Regions from separate parts of the Hordeum vulgare genome. Here region 2 is linked to region 1. The links are chromatin contacts, called in public Hi-C maps. All regions are on one chromosome and are shown on one strand. The core of a region is the stretch at or near the end of the contact, and the rest is flanking DNA. Distances in the headings are between cores, read along the strand shown.

Region 1 (5,272 bases), core at 1,849-4,348:
ACTCGACATCGACCACGGCGTTCTTCGCACGACCACCTCGGCCACGGCTACACCACCATACGCTCTCGGCTATCTCGACCAACGCACAAAGGGCTACCGCCTTGCTTGAGCAACCTTGTCGGTTTACACTCCAGCCACAACTTTCACCATGCATCGACTGTTACGACTGTGGGGGGATGACCGTCGGCTTACCTTCAGATTCTTCTCCAGTCTCACCGTCTGCATCGTTACCGTTGTGATTGCGGGGGATGTTGAGTAACGTAATTGTTTAGGAAAGCATAGATAGACTAGGATTTGTTCCTGCCTTGATTTGTACTCCAAGATGATCATGTACTCCTATATATATATGCCCACGAGGCTCAAGCAATACATCAACTATTCCACCAATCCCTATTCTCCAGCTCAACAGATCCTAATATCTCTAGAATGTTCAGCCTGGGAGCTCCTCATCGAACTAAACTTTTGCCAAGGATCGAACAATGCATCCTAGGTAGAACCACGATTTTCAGCTGCCCCATACGACATGGGAGCAGTCGGTCCAAAAATCAGGAAAAAGCCAAGGACAAGTCAATTGCCTAATATGGCGCTGAAAAAAGCCCTAAAACCCAAAAAAAATGATGGGAAAAATAAAAAATAGGATAATTGTACAAAAATAAAACAAATGATTTGCAATGATATATAAAATGTATTTCACATGGCACACTGGACTTCCCACCTCTATGTCGTTCGATCCAGACAAACATATTGCAAAAACAATGCCATATTCTTTACTAATACATATCTATCCATGGCAAAATTAGAAGATTTTGCATCTGAAACAAACAAAATTTGCAATGATCACAATAGTTTGCCATGGGCAACAAGCTCCCAGGAAAAATACCATGGCAAAACATACAATATTAATATAGCATGATGGCTTATAAGTTTATGATATTTTTAATTTAGTGGCAAAAGTTACAAGACCAAATGGCAAAATTGTTAGATATCCATGGCAGAACCATTGAACTATGGCATTTCTTTAGTAAACACAAATAAATAACAAGGCTTTTCACCTCGCAGGAAGCCCGGTGAGCAATCCTCAATTTATTAAAATAAAAAAACTACATGGTTTTTTTGGCGTATGAAACAAGTTTTACATGTTTTAGTTAAAACTAGTTTTGCCATGGAAAGACTAATTGTTCTTTGCCATGCTATGCAATTTTTCACCATGGCCCAAAAAATGAAGGAAAATAAAATTGCCATGATAGACAACAAAAGGAAGATATCATGGATTGTTTAGTGAAAATTGTCGTGGTTCATAAAAAGCAAAACTTCACACAAGAGATGGAAGTAAATTTCCGTGCTTGATAAAGTAAATTTATGAAATCAAAATGATACGGTGTTTTGAAAACAAGTGTGAAGTTACATGTGCTTCTATCAACGTAGAATCGCGAGGGCAATATGTCGCACCCCTTCCTAATTGGAATCACCTACGTGCGATAGTCGCGGGCTGGCCCATTTTAGCGCGGGTGAACGATGCGCGCATAGGTTCGCTTCGTTTTGGCCCGTAGCAGTCATTGCCGGGTTGAGTCGCTCAGGTTTTCTCCTTTTCTTCTTCTTCTTTTATTCACTGGTTCTCTTCAGTTTTTCTATTATTTCTTCATTTTACTTTGGCTTGTTTGTTTTTTCATTATTTTCCCTTTTTTTTCCTTCTCTGTACTTCGTTTTCTTTTGGTATTGTTCATTTTCTCGGGATTTCTTTGATTATCTTTTTGTTTCCTTGTCGTTTTTGTTTCTCAAAGCACAATGTACATTTTTAGAGTACACATGATACATTTTTGTGGTACACGCTGGAGATTTTCTAAATATATGATATACATTTAAATACATGTTTCGAACAGTTTTTCAACGTGTGGTACTCCGTCTGATCTGCATGAGTTGTCGTTAGTTTATTGCAAATTTTTATCTACTTTGTACTCAACTAGCAAAAAGTTATATGTATTAGAGGGAGTAACATTTTTTACAAATACATGTTATACATACTTTTAGTAGTAATTAACATTTTCTAAACTACATGAGCATTGTTTTACATTGTATAAACTTTATTAAAAATTTCATGGATATTTTCTGAAACACAGGAATATTTTCTTAAAGTACCATGATAAGGTTTTTAAATGGAAATAAGCATTTTTTATCATATGCGAACATTTTTTATCTTGGCATATGTCATTTTCCTAAATTTCATGACCATTTTATTGCAATGCGGGAGTTTTTCCATCAAATATGATGTACAATTTATTAATGGCAAGAATATATATATACATTTCACAAACATTTTTTTACGTTGTATACGCAACTTTTAAACACAACTCTTATATTGATTTTTGAAGCGCCTTTTTTCATTTTCACGAACATTTGTTTGGAAGTTATCAGCATTTTCTGAAACAGTGCTAACAATTTTTTATAAAGTGTTATCATTTTTTATCAAATTTCCTAAGTAAATTTAAGTTTCTTGAATACATATATTTAATTTGAAGTATAAATAAAAGAAGAGGAGAAAGTGAAATTAGTGTGACTTTAGCATGACGTCAGCTGAACGAGCCCCGTGCTTCTGGGCAGGCCCACTACCATCTCCTGTAGGCCAGGTTGCCATGGCCTCGCAATGTGCAGCACATAGCCGCGTCCACGTAGAATCCTCGTCATCCGGTTCGACCTCATATATGAGCCCAAAACCGCCACGCATCCATCCTTCCTTTTCCCAAACCCTTAACCCTTTGGGTTTACTGCTGTTTCTAAGAATATATTTTTACTGCTTTGCATTACAAGTATATACTTTCTCTGTAAATTAATGTAAGATATTTTAGATCACTTAACGATAGTCTAAAATGCCTTATATTAATTTACAGAGGAAGTAGCAAATAAGCACTTCAATGTCTAGCAACGCAAAGAACGGATCTATGCGCCCATCCACACCATGTCATCCTATGATCACCGATGGGATCCCTTTGCGTGGCCTCCCTTGGTGGCAGTGACAGATAACACCATCGGTGTGTCACTGTCACCCAATGTTCAGGAGTTGCACAACAGTGGCTTTAGTAGTTGGCGCTCATGGCATGGTGCGTGCATCGGACTCTCTGCTGCCCTGCTGGAAGGTGGACCACACCGGTGAGGTGGTGCTCACCCGACGGTGCTACGGTCCACGGCTTGTGGTTGTGTTTCAGATATGATCGGTCGAATGAGGGTGCGATGGCCTCCTAACGCTCCACGATAGCGGCGGTGACCAAAAAGATCTTCGGCGTGTCATTAGTGGAGAAACATGTCAAAGTTCCGGTTCACCAATCAAGACTAATAAATCTCTCCTAATAATAAAGCGTGGTTCGCTTCTGTCGTCCGTCACGGCCTTTTTGCAAAAAAGCTTCTATCATTTTTGTTATTCAACCCGCACTACAATTTTAAGTGAGTCGAAAGGAGGAAGAAGAAGAACCAGCGGGCGATGGCTCTGGATCGGGATCCCCTCCCGTTTAGGCGCTCGAGAACGGTGGAGGCGAGGGAGCTCGAGGAACGACCTTGTCGCCGGAAAAACGAGGCCGAGGGGGTGGGCGGAGCGCAAGGGCGCGAGCACGTCGAGGCGGAGAGGTCGGGCGTGGCGTCGCAGACGACCGGGCCAACGCGGGGCGGTGCGGGAGGCCACCGGGAAGGGGCGGCGCAGACGACCGGGACGACGCGGGGCACGCTAACACCGGCCGTGGGCAGAGTGGTGCACGGGGGCGGACAGAGTGGTGGAGCCGACGCGGTGAGGCGACGCGGGCGCGTGGAGAAGTGGCGCACGGGGGTGGCCGGATGGGCGGAGCCGACACTGGGAGGCAACGCGGGCGCGCGGAGACAGAGCGGGCGGAGCTGCGCCACCACGGGGTCGGTCCGCTCCACCCGCACCTCCCCGCCTGCCGCCGCAGAGCTCGGTTCAGAGGGAATTAGCGGTTCGAGAAAGATCTAGAGGCGTCTGGGATGTGGATGAGGTGTGGCGAGGGAAACTCCCTTTTTAGCGGTGAGGACTAGCGTGAAGGCCGTTACCTTAGTGGATGCTAAAACGAACGCACGTACGAGAATGGGCTATGGGCCTAATGCATGAGTTGGCATGTTACTAATTTTTCTCCGTTACTTGGGTAATTCGAGTACTTGATGGTTAAAACCGAAACGAACAATGCAATTTTCGGTTATACAAAGTTGCTGACCGAATTTAGTATAAACATTTTCGGTTTCGGTCTATTTGGCATCGGTCTCGGTTTTTTCGGTTCGGTAATTCGGTCTTCGGTTAAAATGCCCACCCCTAGGTGCGAGGGCCAAACGGCACACGTGGCCCATGCAAACAAGGGGATTAAAGCAAAGAAAAAAAGATAATTTATGGGTTTATTTCTACATTTTTGACAAAATATTTAAATCCTTTGTGCCCATTGTGACACAAACACATGGCGGAACCATATATGCCTAGACGAGAATGAAATAAGTACATAAATTATTTCCAAGCACTGCTGATTTCGGTTTATATAAGTGCATATTAAACCATGGATGACAAACATAGTTTAGTTTTCAATTAGTAGCTGAACTCTCGAAGAATGTGCTTCAAAGTTGAAAAAAATGGACTAAACAGAAGTCGCATCCCTCGTTCCAACCATTGTCCCTAGGCCCGTAGCAACGCACGGACATTTTTCCTATAGAGACTAAAGCACTCTCTCATTTAGACTCGGTTAGTCACGACCCGGGACTAAAAGTCCCACCATGTGGTAGCTACGCGCGCCGGGTGCTGGGGACCTTTAGTCCCGATTGGTGACACCAACCGGAACTAGGGTTTTAGGGGTTTAGTTATTTAGACTTTTGGGTTTATGGTTTATTTTTTCTTTTTTATTTTCTGTTCTTTATTTAATTTTTTTCATTTCAGACATATTTTAAGCTACTACATATTGTACACGTTATGCATATATAATAGAATTTCTCGTACGACCAATCATATATATATCATAGAACTTCTCGTACAACCATGCACATACACATATATATAATTTGGTATATGCAATTTCTCGTACAATTTGCACATCTTACATACATGCATTAGGTGTAATTGTATTCTTCGTCCGAACATATAACCTGCTCAACCAAAATTCCCGTAATTTCCTCTTGAAGTCCTCGTATGCGGTCCTTTGGTAGGAGCCTATCTCGCATGTTCGTCATCTTTAAAGAAGAAGATCAATATGAATATATTAGTTGTGTGTATATATATTAGATCATGATAAAAAAA
Region 2 (5,272 bases), core at 872-3,371, 450 kb after region 1:
AACCCTTGGATCTCGCCAATACAACCTTTTATGGTTTTCGTTACCCAGATATTTTTTCTTTTTTCCCAGGGATTTTTTGGGTAATCAGCTCCCATGCTGCAAACAGTCAAATATTATTTCTACGTAAAACACCCATAAAGGGGATTTCAATCGAAATCCCAAAACAGGATATTAGTTCTTTCTCTTGTTCTTGATGATATTGTAATGGAATGACGAACCTATTTCTTCACTTTTTCGCCAACAAATCTGAATTATCTTAAAAAATAGAAGGATAGATCAAATTCCAATGTCCATTGGACATGATTCGATCTGACGTTGAATAATCAAGAATTTCCCTATCTTTTTTACCAATCTATTAGGAATAGGTTTACATAGTTATGGTTCGTTTACATTAACACCTAAATGATTACATAAAAAAACGTTCATGAAATGAACGTTTTTACTTTTATATTTTATTTGAGAACCACTTGAACGCCTTCTCAAAGGGTTCTCAAAAATCCGAGATAGATCTAATTATACTTTTTTACTTATTTCTGCATTAATAAAGCAGACTAGTAAAAAAAAACCTATTTAGGATAATAATTGGATAAGAGAGCCAAATCTTTTCCATGCCTTCTTCCGACGTGCACCACAAGAAGGGACAACAGTCCTCCGGAACCCCGCCTCCCGTGATCCTTTACGGGGAAGGGGCGATCAGGTTTCTGGGAAGCACACTCGTGCAGCTGTTGGCAGCGATAATTTCCTGAACGACGACTTCTTCCCCGATCTCGGCAATCTCTTCGACATAGGCGACAACATCAACACCGGCGGTTGGGCTTCTGTTGCACCGTATGCAATTCTGTGCTCTGTATTTGATATTGTACTAGAATTCTCATTTCCAGTATCTCCTAGAAATTTGATCTATTCGTCTATTATGGTAGTATGCATGATTAGTTTATAATCTCTGTTTTTATGATTTCTTTAATGTTTATTGGGATTAAATTTCGTAGTAATTCGTTCATATATTGAACACATGGGTGACATCTTTTATAGACAGCGAGAGATAGCATTTGTGGGCGGTAGGTCGGTCGATACACTCCTGAGACATCAGCCAATGGGCCGACGAAAACACTATGCGCCGACCAATCGACGATACCGACCGCGTCTTGATTTCTTTTCTGACGATACCGACCGACGCAGCATCGCCGGGTTTGCAGCTGCGGAGCACCTGCAGCCGCACCTGGTCGGACGGCACACGAGGACGGCGGCATCACCGTCGATCGGCACGGCGACGCGGAAGAGCCGAAGCGAGCCACGAATTCGCGTGTCCCCGCGCGCATGGCCGCCATGTGTAGGCGCATAGCACCGGGGCCTACGAACGTTCAGGAACCAAGCAACGCGCTCAAATGGCGGGACACGGTCGTTGCACTTGCCCGCCTCGACGCTCCGGCCCGGTGTCGCCCTCCCCCTGAATCCTCGTCGGGCTACGACGTAGCCTGCTCTTTATCTCGAGGAATCCAGGCTTCCCCGGTGGCTCCCAAAAGCTCGGTGATCCGATGGGTCGGTCGAGGCGTCGAGCCCTGCTGCCGTAGGCTTGGCACAACCACCGCCATTTTCCCACTCGCTGCTGAGGCATCCGCCCGGAATCACGTAACCACCATACTACTTGTACCAGCACCGTCAACCGTCGACAAAGAAAAGTGCCGCAGGTGCTCGTGTCGTGCTCGAGCGGCCGCTGCTCATCGACAAATCTGGGGATGACCTGAGCGTCCAAAACGACGATTGCTCGTCATGGTAACAGGAGAAAAAATGCATGCGCAAACTCCGCAACATGTGCCGCGGCTGTAGAAGCACAGAGGAACGTCTCACCAGTCACCCAATCGCGATCGCCTTAAACTGATTGATGATAACGCGAAGGGACGTAGCATTACACCAGTGCACTCGTCAAAACGGCACCACTGCTATCTATCGTCCAATTGTGCACCATGCATGCCACCCCCGTATAGCTAGCCATGCTGCTAGCTATCTTATCGCCAGCTGGTAGTAAAGCAAACGAAAACTGAACGTTCCCTGTCATCGGTCCTGTTCCTGTCTAATTTGAAGAAACCGAGTAGTAGTTATATCGACGGGATCAGACCAGAGTCGTCCGTCCGACCCCGTCTCTACGAGGCCCAGCCGTGACCAGGAGTCAAGTAGGCACCGTCGTCTCGGGTCGACGTGCTCGCACACTACAAAGCACAAACCATCGCAAGCATAACCAAAAATCACCGGCCACTCCCCCGCTCACAGCCATCGAAAACTCCGACCAGGAGTCAAGTAGGCACCGTCGTCTCGAGCCGATGTGCACGTTCGTCTCGTCGGCCATGCACCCTCGCAACCAGCTCCGCCGTGGGCGCGCCGCCGCCACGGCCGCCGTGCTGCTCGCGATCGGCCTCGGCGCCGCGTTCACGGACGCGGACACGGACACGTTCATCTACGCGGGGTGCTCGCCGTCCAAGTACCAACCGGGGACGCCCTACGAGGGCAACCTCAAGTCGCTCCTTGCCTCCATCACCAACGCGGCGCCCACCGGCGCGTACAGCAGCTTCGCCAACGGCACGGGCGACGGCGCCGCCGCGTACGGGCTCTACCAGTGCCGCGGCGACCTGGGCGACGGCGAGTGCGCGGCGTGCGTGCGGAGCGCGCTGGCGCAGCTCGACCAGGTGTGCCCCGGCGCGTCGGCGGCGTCGCTGCAGCTGGAGGGGTGCTACGTGCGCTACGACGGCACCAACTTCGTCGGCCGGCCGGACACGGCCATGGTGTACCGCAAGTGCAGCGCCAGCACCAGCGCCGACGCCGGCTTCCTCGGGAGCCGGGACGCCGTGCTCGGCGCGCTGCAGGCCGCGGCCGGCGGGTACAGGACGGGCAGCTCCGGCGGCGTGCAGGGCGTCTCGCAGTGCCTGGGCGACCTCGCCGCCGCCGACTGCACGGCGTGCCTGGCGCAGGCCGTCGGGCAGCTCAAGGGCGCCTGCGGCACGGCGCTCGCCGCCGACGTGCACCTGGCGCAGTGCTACGTCAGGTACTGGGCCAGCGGCTACTACTTCCGCCCCTCACAAGGTACTACTAGTCTACTACTACTACAACGCGTTAGTATGAAACATGCACGTCCTCTGTTGTTTGAACCAACGAAACAAATGTACCGAATTCGTTCTCTACGAGACTTACCTCGTTTTTTTTTTTTGGCGGATAGTAAGACTGCTTCGTTGTGATATATCTTTTTGAAAAGTCAAAGTTTATAAATATAAATTTTGACAAAATTTTTGTAGAGAAAAATATATAAATCTAGAATACCAAATACTCCCTGTGTCCCAATATTTTTGTCTTACATTTGTTTAAAAATGGATGCATGTAAATACAAACACATGACTAGTTACATTCATATATAGACAAATCGAAGATAAAATATTTGAAACGGAGGAAGTACATGTCATTAGATACATCACAAGACCTATTTTTATACATATCATTTTTGTAGTTACAAACAGTTTTTTCTATAAATTTAGTCAATATTTATAAAAGTTGACTTTTCAAAAAATCTAGATGCACAACATTGCGAGACGGAGGAAATAGTATCAAAAGCCAATTGGCAGAGCAAGTTGTAGGTAGTGAGATGGGTGCACTGATGGAATCGATTCCGATGGGTAACGGGTAAACTTACCAAAGTTGATAAGTGAGATCGGTCGGAATATGTCCTCTGACATCCTTTTTCTATCCTTTTACGGGCTTGCACGGTGGATGGCCTTTTCACAGTGTGTCCACTTGTCTATCAGTACTCTATTAGTCTGAAAATAAGTGTTTTAACTTTCTACTAGCTCTAGTATAATATTGTACTGTATTAAACTTCAGACACTTATTTTGAAATGAAGGGAGTACAATCACCGTACCAGCTGTAAACTATGAGTACACACTCAATCAGCTGCCAGTCGATCCAATAGGCGTGTGCGTGTGTCCCCGATTAGCACCGGAGAAAGGGACAGGAGAACAATCACTCGATTGCAGAGAGAGCACCAACCCAACCAAAGCTTGCCATCATCATCATTCGCAACACCAGTTAGTCAGCCATATCGGCCGCTAAGCTCCACGGATACGATTCAGTCATATGATCATATCCCTAAGATATGCTAATCATCTCGGCCTTTCCACGGGACCGCGGCATCATAAATCGGACCCCATTAGGCGACGCAAACAGTGCCATTAAGGCGATTTGAACTTTTGAGGTGACAGCGACAAGTCATGATGCTCGATGCTATGTTCTCCGGTTTGGTCCAATGAAGCACCAAAGTCGACTGCCATCAGATTACCATAGATTCGAGCTTTTGGTCTAGGCTAGAGGTTCAGAGAACTTTCTGACGGCCACCAAACGGCACGGTTTTTTTGAGCATATACCGGCGTAGGGGTGCGGCCGCGATAGGCGCGCACATTGTGGGACTGACAATAGACCTTGCCGGCGGCTGACTGCTGACGGCCGGCCAACCACTCCAATTCTGAATATATTCCCGATAAACTAGATGAAAGGAGCCGCTCCACAAGAGTGCGCATCTAGCTTTGTATACAGTGGTGCTACTGTATACTTCTTCCGTTCTTAAATATAAGTCATTTTAGACATTTTAATAGGAAACTACATACGAATGTATATACACATATTTTAAAGTGTAGGTTCATTCGTTTTGTTTCGTATGTAGTCCTTTTAAAATGTCTAAAATGACTTATATTTAGGAAAGGAGGAAGTATATATATCCTTAAGCAGAGGCCGGAGGTATTCCTCCTTTTCTAACAAAAATATCCTTATTCTAATCCAATCGTCTGGTTTTCCTTTTGGTGATAAGATTATTCGCAAGACGACGTGGGGCGGACCGTGGCCATAATCATAGGCATCTTGGCAGGGCTGGCCCTTATCGTGGTGTTCCTCTCCTTCCTCAGGAAATCATGTAAGCTCCTCACCCGGAAAACCGTCGCTTGTTTTCAGGTTCAGAGAGCATCTGAATGCCAATATATGTTATGCCGATGGCAGAGTCTGAACTTAGTGGTGTATCAAACTATCAATGCAGGTTAGGTTGCCTCTTGGAAGAAGCTTGAGTTGTCGCATACTGGCCCCAGACCAAACGACTTGTGAAAGGGAGATCCACACCGGCATCGGCATGGCCCAGAGAAGCTTCACAAAGATCCTAATCTCATCTTGTTAATTAGCAGCAATAGCTTATGTAAGTGATCTTCATCACTTCGTGGATGGTAGGGCTGCCTGTAGGAGGATCAC

The links. A called contact is a pair of places that touch in the nucleus more often than the background predicts.
Region 2: a contact with region 1 is called in a Hi-C map of seedling, with 2.5 times the contacts expected there. The contact joins the promoter of LOC123427361 here to the enhancer-like site in region 1. A contact is called at or near these places in 2 of 6 Hi-C or Micro-C datasets (leaf and seedling).

Annotation. Positions count from the first base shown.
Region 1 is chr2H:569,571,758-569,577,029 of MorexV3_pseudomolecules_assembly, forward strand. No RefSeq gene overlaps it. Among protein-coding and RNA genes, the nearest start is that of LOC123430581, 17 kb to the right of the region's middle. Within about 2 kb of position 3,099, at least 3 of the 3 cell types and tissues checked have open chromatin away from gene starts, as enhancers often do. A contact at or near this core is called in leaf and seedling, where this site is marked.
Region 2 is chr2H:570,019,205-570,024,476 of MorexV3_pseudomolecules_assembly, forward strand. LOC123427361 (plasmodesmata-located protein 8-like) reads left to right here and starts at 2,122. Exons shown (of 3, transcript XM_045111386.1): 1 at 2,122-3,075; 2 at 4,845-4,946; 3 at 5,067-5,272. The coding sequence starts at 2,319. The coding sequence ends at 5,071.